Linked DNA regions of Mus musculus: region 1 is linked to region 2. Evidence: chromatin contacts called from public HiChIP or PLAC-seq data. All regions are on one chromosome and are shown on one strand. Each heading gives the region's core, a stretch centred on a gene start, on an enhancer-like site or on the middle of the called end of the contact. The rest is flanking DNA. Distances are from core to core; before and after follow the strand shown.

Evidence for each region. HiChIP or PLAC-seq counts read pairs in DNA pulled down with a chosen protein or histone mark.
Region 1: a contact with region 2 is called in an H3K4me3 HiChIP or PLAC-seq map of embryonic basal ganglia, with 4 times the contacts expected there. The contact joins two enhancer-like sites. A contact is called at or near these places in 1 of 484 Hi-C or Micro-C datasets (bone marrow-derived macrophages), 1 of 115 datasets of contacts at active chromatin or transcription factors (embryonic basal ganglia) and 3 of 9 other capture datasets (adipose tissue, liver and pancreatic islet).

What each region holds. Positions count from the first base shown.
Region 1 is chr1:72,067,307-72,070,827 of GRCm38.p6, reverse strand. No RefSeq gene overlaps it. Among named protein-coding and RNA genes, the nearest start is that of Gm4319, 55 kb to the left of the region's middle. Within about 2 kb of position 1,552, at least 48 of the 459 cell types and tissues checked have an H3K27ac peak or open chromatin away from gene starts, as enhancers often do. A contact at or near this core is called in embryonic basal ganglia, where this site is marked.
Region 2 is chr1:71,613,356-71,616,778 of GRCm38.p6, reverse strand. Fn1 (fibronectin 1) reads left to right here. Exons shown (of 46, transcript NM_010233.2): 24 at 1,228-1,419; 25 at 2,744-3,016. Among named protein-coding and RNA genes, the nearest start is that of Fn1, 38 kb to the left of the region's middle. Within about 2 kb of position 1,683, at least 24 of the 459 cell types and tissues checked have an H3K27ac peak or open chromatin away from gene starts, as enhancers often do. A contact at or near this core is called in embryonic basal ganglia, where this site is marked.

The sequences.
Region 1 (3,521 bases), core at 303-2,802, 450 kb before region 2:
AAAGACCTGGCTACCAGCCTGGTAAGGAATTGAAAGATAACAGGACAGGGTAGCTTGTGTTCTGTGGAGGGCTTAGCAGGAATAACAAAGTCCAGGTGCTTTGCAGTGGTCGTCATGCTGTGTGATGTTATCAGAGAGCTATTTCAACTGACTATGACTCCTCTGATGATGAGGAAATGCCTAACTCATTGTGTGGCTTGCTGAGCCCGTGGCCATGCTTGCTGAATGAGTAACTGGAGTGAATGAGGAAGCCCTAGGTCTCTCCATGGTAGAGGAATAAGATGTGGGCATCGTGACCATAGTTAGAAATCTTCTGCGAGTCAAAATTATGTCCAATTATACTGAATTGATTCTGATTTCTATAAAAACAGCCTCAAAGTGTTGTATTATAACCCATTAAAACAAAGGTACAGCATGATTTAAATCAATTTGTGAAATTTATGAACCAGAAGATTTTTTTTATATTTATTTAGTGTGTGTGTGTGTATTTTCTGTGAATTCTCTCTTACTGTGTGATGGCTACTTTTATAAATTAACTTGACTGTGATAAGGGATACCCAGATACTAGGTAAAACCTTGTTTATGGGTATGTCTATGAGGGTGTTTTCAGAAGGGACCAGTTCTTGAATTGCTATGCTGAATGAAGATAGATCTGTATTAAGAGATTCATGGAAGGACCAAAGAGAAGAAAATGTCAGAGGATGAAATAGTTCCCACCTCCCTCTCCTTTTGCTGGGGAGTAGGACATCAACATTTAGGCTTTTTGATGTTTGTTTGTTTTGTTTTCCCATTCTGTGACTTATGCCAGCAATTCTACTTCTCTCATTTGTACATGACATGTTCTGCAGTGTCTGGGCTTCAATATGATATAATCCAATTCTCAGAATAAAAGCATATCCTATTGACTCTGTTTGCCTGGAGGACTCAGACTGATACACTGCCTAATTGATGTGAGCTAGTCTGGGTCTGTTCTTGTATTTCACACAATGGAAATTACAGAGTATGTACTTTTCTGTGGGTTTTTTTTTTTTTTTCTACAGAGGTTGGCAGATGTCTTATGTAAAGAACTCGATAGTGATGTTTTTGTCCTTGGCTTTGTAGTTCTGGTCTCTCAACTCTTAGGGCTGCTGCTATATAGCAAGCGCAGAAAATATGGAAATGAGTGGGCGTGGTCAGATTCCAATAGTGCTTTCTTTAAAGTAGATGGTGAACTAGATTGGGCCTGTGAACTGCAGACTGCCAAAACTTGCCCCAGAATAATATTTTTACTATTTATCAAGGTTGTTTTTTGCATTAGTAGTTTATTCTTCTTATTACAGAGAATTATTTTTGTTATGGTATGAATATACCACAACTTGTTTACCCATTCTCCTATTGATGGACATTTGGCTTGCATCCAATTTATGATAATTACGAATAGGGCTGCTATAAACATTCCTGTATGAGTCTTTATGAGAATGCATGTTTTTGTTTCTCTTGGCTAAGAACCTAGACGAGGGATTGCTGCATCACAGGGTGGATGGGTAGACAGCCTGAAAGAGCTGAGAGCTGAGAAGCAGTTTTCCTTAGAGATTGTGTCATGTGCCACTCTCATTAGCAGTGTGTGAGAGCGAGTGGCTCTGTCCTTGCCAACCATTTTGATGCGATTAGTCTTTTGTTTTCAGTCATCCTGGTAGTTCAGCCTCTCTTTGAATCAAGCTCTCTGTCCATAAGGATCACATCTCAGTTTGGCATTTCCTACACTACACCCTTTCTAGTGCCAACTCTTTCCCATTGTGCTTAGTTTATATCTGTCTTTGGATGCCTGGGAATCTTTCAGGCTACTCTGAACCATTGCTCCTGTTTGTCACTAAACATATTACCTTACTTTGGTTTCCCTGCCTAAGTGACATTTCTCTAAACTAATCTTCATCTGAACATATTACAGGATAATCTTACAACTAGAAGCTGGCCACACCACCTTCCATTTTCTGTCTTCTTTTTCCCCTTTGAGACTTTTATTCCTAAATTCAGTGCATGTGTGTCCGTATTCATCAGGGTTCTTTAGTGATATATATATATATATATATATATATATATATATAGAGAGAGAGAGAGAGAGAGAGAGAGAGATGGGGGAGGGGTGTTATTAAATAGCTTATAGGCTGTGGTCCAGCTAATCCAAAAATGACTGCATATGAAGGAAAGTTCCAAGAACCCAGTAATTGTTCCGTCCATGAGATGGGTGTTTCAACTGGTCTTCAGTATAGCTGGAATCCCAAAGAAGTAGGTTTTAATGTCAGTGAAGGAATGGACTTGCTAAGGAGTGAGATAAGGAGGTGAGAACAAGCAAGCAAAGAACAAAATCTTTCTTCTTACATGTCCTTTACATAGGCTTCCAGCAGAAGGTATGGCCCAGATTAGAGGTAGGTTTTCTCAGCTCAAAAGATCTAGATTAAAGGTGTGTCTTCCTACCTCAAAGGTATGGATTGGAAGAAGATCTTCTCACTTCAAATTAAGCAAAAATCTCTCACAGGTGTGTCACTCCACTTTTACGGTTTTATTTAATTCTAGATGTAGTCAGTTGACAACCGAAAATAGCATCACGGTATCCAAACTAATCTGGGTACAGATAGAGCTCATAACTTTCCAGAAAGAGCTTTCTCCATATGTTTATCACTTCTGGAAATAACCTTTAACCTAGTGTCCCACTCCCTTTAAAAGAATGGAATCTCAGCTGTAATTTCTCTGAAGCCAAAGACACATCCTCACTTAATTTCATTACTACACACACCACTAAGAGCTGCTTTCTGAAAGAGAGTTTTCTTAGACAACAGAAAAGAAGAAGAAGAAAAAGTAAGAATGTTCCAGGGACGTAGGCAGTGCTTGTAGGTATGGTTGACTGAAAAGCCATGGAGACTGTAGGATGGAAGGAGATAAGAGTCTTGCATGGTGAGGGCTAGATGCCCTTTCTTCAACCATACCAAATGTCTCTCCACATGTCTCTCAATTATGGCATGCTAAATTATCTCCATCAGCTTTCTTTCTTGATTCTTTTTTTTTTCTTATCTTTTAAAACATTTCTTTCTCCTACTCAGGATTAAATAAACGTAGCTATAAAGGAAGATTTCAGTCAATTGTCCAGTGGCCCTGTTACTTACTGACTGCTGCTATCCAACCAAACACCTCTCTTAAACTATGTCCAGGATTGTTCTTGGACACATTAGTTCTATGTGCAATGCATTTATTCTCTTCTTTACTTTAGAAAAAAAAATCCACTGTCAAATGTATACACTGCAGAGTTAAACCTGGGAATGCTATTTGCTAATCAACCTGGACAGTATGCTATACTAAAACAATAAATCTGTGGTGCTGGTGGAGGGGTGAAAAAAATGTTGTGTAATAAGATGGAAAAGAGAGAAAGCAAGCCAGTCGGCTAGTCAGCCAGCAAACACGAATGCATTAGAATTGTTAGACACTTGGCAAGCTGGAATAGTATTTTAAAATATATTTTTATTCCTTTTTAGACAATTTCATACCCG
Region 2 (3,423 bases), core at 434-2,933:
TCCTCATGAGTACGTGGCCAACAGCTTATCCACCGAGCCAAATCTTTAGTCTATAATTTGTAGCTATAATCTCTTACACTGTTCTTACCCTTGCTCGGGCGTAGGTGTCAAGCAGTTATCTATAAATGTGTGTGATTATAGTCACACAAAATAAAACTAGTTTAAAATACTCCTTTTAATCTCCTTTTGAAATAGACAGACTGAGTGATGTTTCCTTCTCTGTGGCAATGTATTGTATAATGTGACAGCTACAGTGTTTCCAGATAAGTTTCTCTGGGTTTGAAACTTGAAGCTGACAAGTTCTTGCTTCTGGGCAGCTGGATCATCAATCTTTGGTTTCAGTGGCCTGCCCATTCAATGGTCAGGCGTAAAGCAAATGACCGAAATGTTATTGACTTCCCATCCCACTGGGTTTCCTAGCACATAACACGTTAATGTTCACCTTCTCCCCACTGACAGGATATACCCTCATTCCCTGTTCTCAGTGGGTCAGTCTTGTTCTGTCTTCTTCCAGCCTGGCCCTGCAGAGCTCTGGCCACTACTAGATTTATTGATATCTCCTTTCCTTTAATGCCTTCACTGCCCAATTTTCATGATTCTGAAGTCTTCTATGATTAATATTTGTTTTCGAGAATGAGCATCTACACTTCTGTGTTCTGTGCCCTCCAGCCCCTACCCCCCCCCCCCCCCGTTCCCATAGTTCAAACTTTTACACTCTTCGGAGAATGTTTAAGTGGAAAGCAACCTCAGAGCATTCAAAAAAAAAAATGTAGATTTCCTAGCTCTCCCACAGGTCGCCCATTAAGGAAAAACAGGATAAAATAGTAAAAAGAGGCTGGAATTTGTAGACAGGAAACTCTCAGGTCTTCTCTAAGATTTCCTTATCTTTGTTAAAGGTCCCATGATTTTACTTTGTAGTTAACACATTTATATGGGTTGTAAGATCGCCCAATGGATGCAATGTAGAATGATCGAGTTAGCATTTCCATCTAAAACATTCATGTCTAAGTGCTGGACACTCTCAGACTCTAGTTATTATGAAATTATCATAAGTTGCTGTGGACTAGTCACCCGGCAGAGTAATTCCTACTTTCTGACTGTTGGTACATTACAGCCCTGCCCCTTGGTCCCACCTTTTCCTCTCTAGGTCCATCATTGGTGTACAGTTTAATATACCCTGAGTCACATTGGTTCTGTATGGTAACTTCCTCTCTGCATTTACTCCAGATATCACTGGCTACAGAATAACTACTACCCCCACGAACGGGCAGCAGGGGACCTCTCTGGAAGAAGTGGTCCATGCTGATCAGAGTTCCTGCACTTTTGAGAACCTGAATCCTGGCCTGGAGTACAACGTCAGTGTTTACACTGTCAAAGATGACAAGGAAAGTGCCCCTATCTCTGATACCGTTGTCCCAGGTAATAGAAAAATAAGCTGTTATCCTTAGAGTGGCAGTTTTGAGTAGCGATGGGGATAAGCATCTTAATCCGAGATAGCTGAGTGTGTCAGATACAGTTGGGATTTAATGCCAACCTCCCAGGGCGCTCTCCAAAACCACAAAGCCAAAAAGCAACTGTTTGGATGAAGGCTTTCCTGTTTCCTCTGCTTCACTATCTGTGCTTCCCTGGGATGCTGTTTGTTGCCATGGGTACCTGATGAGTGCGGCCACGGCATTAACTCTGTACTGTTTGCTCACACGGAAAGATTACTAAACAGTGTCGCGTGTCTGTACCCAGTGCTGACAGGCTAAAAGTAATGTGGTAAATGCATCCCTTTGGGGCTTTTGTGCCCGGGTTTTACAGTCCATCTCCACCTCCAACTGTTATCTAGAAAACAGCCTTTGTCTCCATATGTGAGCACTGAAACACACTTGGTTGACAATCCAAATCTTTATCTTGCAGCTTCAAATCCTTTTTAAAATTGCAAGTGGGGTGAAAAACCACAGAAAGGAAAGAAGTAAAGGCCAGGCCCCCCATGGCTTGCTTTCTTCTGAATTGAAAGACAGCGTCACAAAGGCCTGTCTAGGGATAGGTTCATTGTTTGTCCCCAGTCTTCTGTAGATTGAAAGCCCTGGTCAGACTCTCTTACCCTCTGCAGTATTTTGCTATGCATTTATGAATACTAATTAAATTACATGAATTAAAATGTTGGCAGTGGAGTGGGCTCAGGGCTCTGTGCTGGCTGGCCTTGGCCTGACTGTGCATTTGAGTGGCACATTCACAACATAGATTAATACCATGGTCATGATGCCATCATGGCTTTTGAACATGGAAAATAAGTCAATTAGCCAGCCAATTTTTTTTTAAAAAACCTTTGGAAGATTTTATTTTCTTACTAAAGGTTTTGTGTTCTCCCCACTCCCAACCCCCCACCCCGCCAACATTGCTAGTGTCTTTTATAGATCAGTTCAGGCTCTGAGAATGATTTTGACATTGTAAATGGGTTTATGATTAATTTTTTTTAACACTTGAGAAGTTAAAACTGTACCATTCAGGGACATTTTCTAAATGGGAGGAAGCCCCTGAAAGAATGTGGTAACCTGCATTAGTCTCCCAGGGGAGCAAATTACTCATGATGCTTGGGACGTCTTTTCAGATAATTTGGGATACATTGCATATACCATCATTGCTTGAGCATTCCGTCAATTTCACTACCGGTCACCTGATGTACACTGCTTTATTTTTTCCTTTGTTTTTTGCCTCTACTTTTCTTTTGCCTCCTCTTTGCTTCGTAACTCAATAGAGGTGCCCCAGCTCACTGACCTAAGCTTTGTTGATATAACTGATTCAAGCATCGGCCTGAGGTGGACCCCGCTAAACTCTTCCACCATTATCGGGTACCGAATCACAGTAGTTGCGGCAGGAGAAGGGATCCCTATTTTTGAAGATTTTGTGGACTCCTCAGTAGGATACTACACAGTTACAGGGCTGGAGCCTGGCATTGACTATGACATCAGCGTTATCACTCTCATTAATGGCGGAGAGAGTGCCCCTACTACACTGACACAGCAAACGGGTGAATCTTGAAGTCTTCTGTGTTTGAGACATGGATGGTGTTGCATGCTGCTCAGTCGCTGTGGTTAAATCTGGATGTTTCCAAGCCAGTGATTGGCTACGGAGATGAAGACGGGGCCCGCTCAGAGATAAGGGATACATTAGTCTGGTTGCATGAAAGTATGCGTAAATAGTCTCAAGCACTTTCAGTCAAAGCACAAACAGATGTGAAGGGGAAGAGCTCTAGATCTCTGATTTATGAAATGCAAAGGAGATTACATTTGCAGATCTTGAGGGTGTTTGTTTTTTTTTAAAGTATGACTATCAAACTGAACAATGAGCACTCATTTACACTAAGACAGGCCTCCAAAGTGTGCCACTGCGTGCTTCCTCTTACCTTGATAAGCTCCTTTTGTAGCTAATAAAACA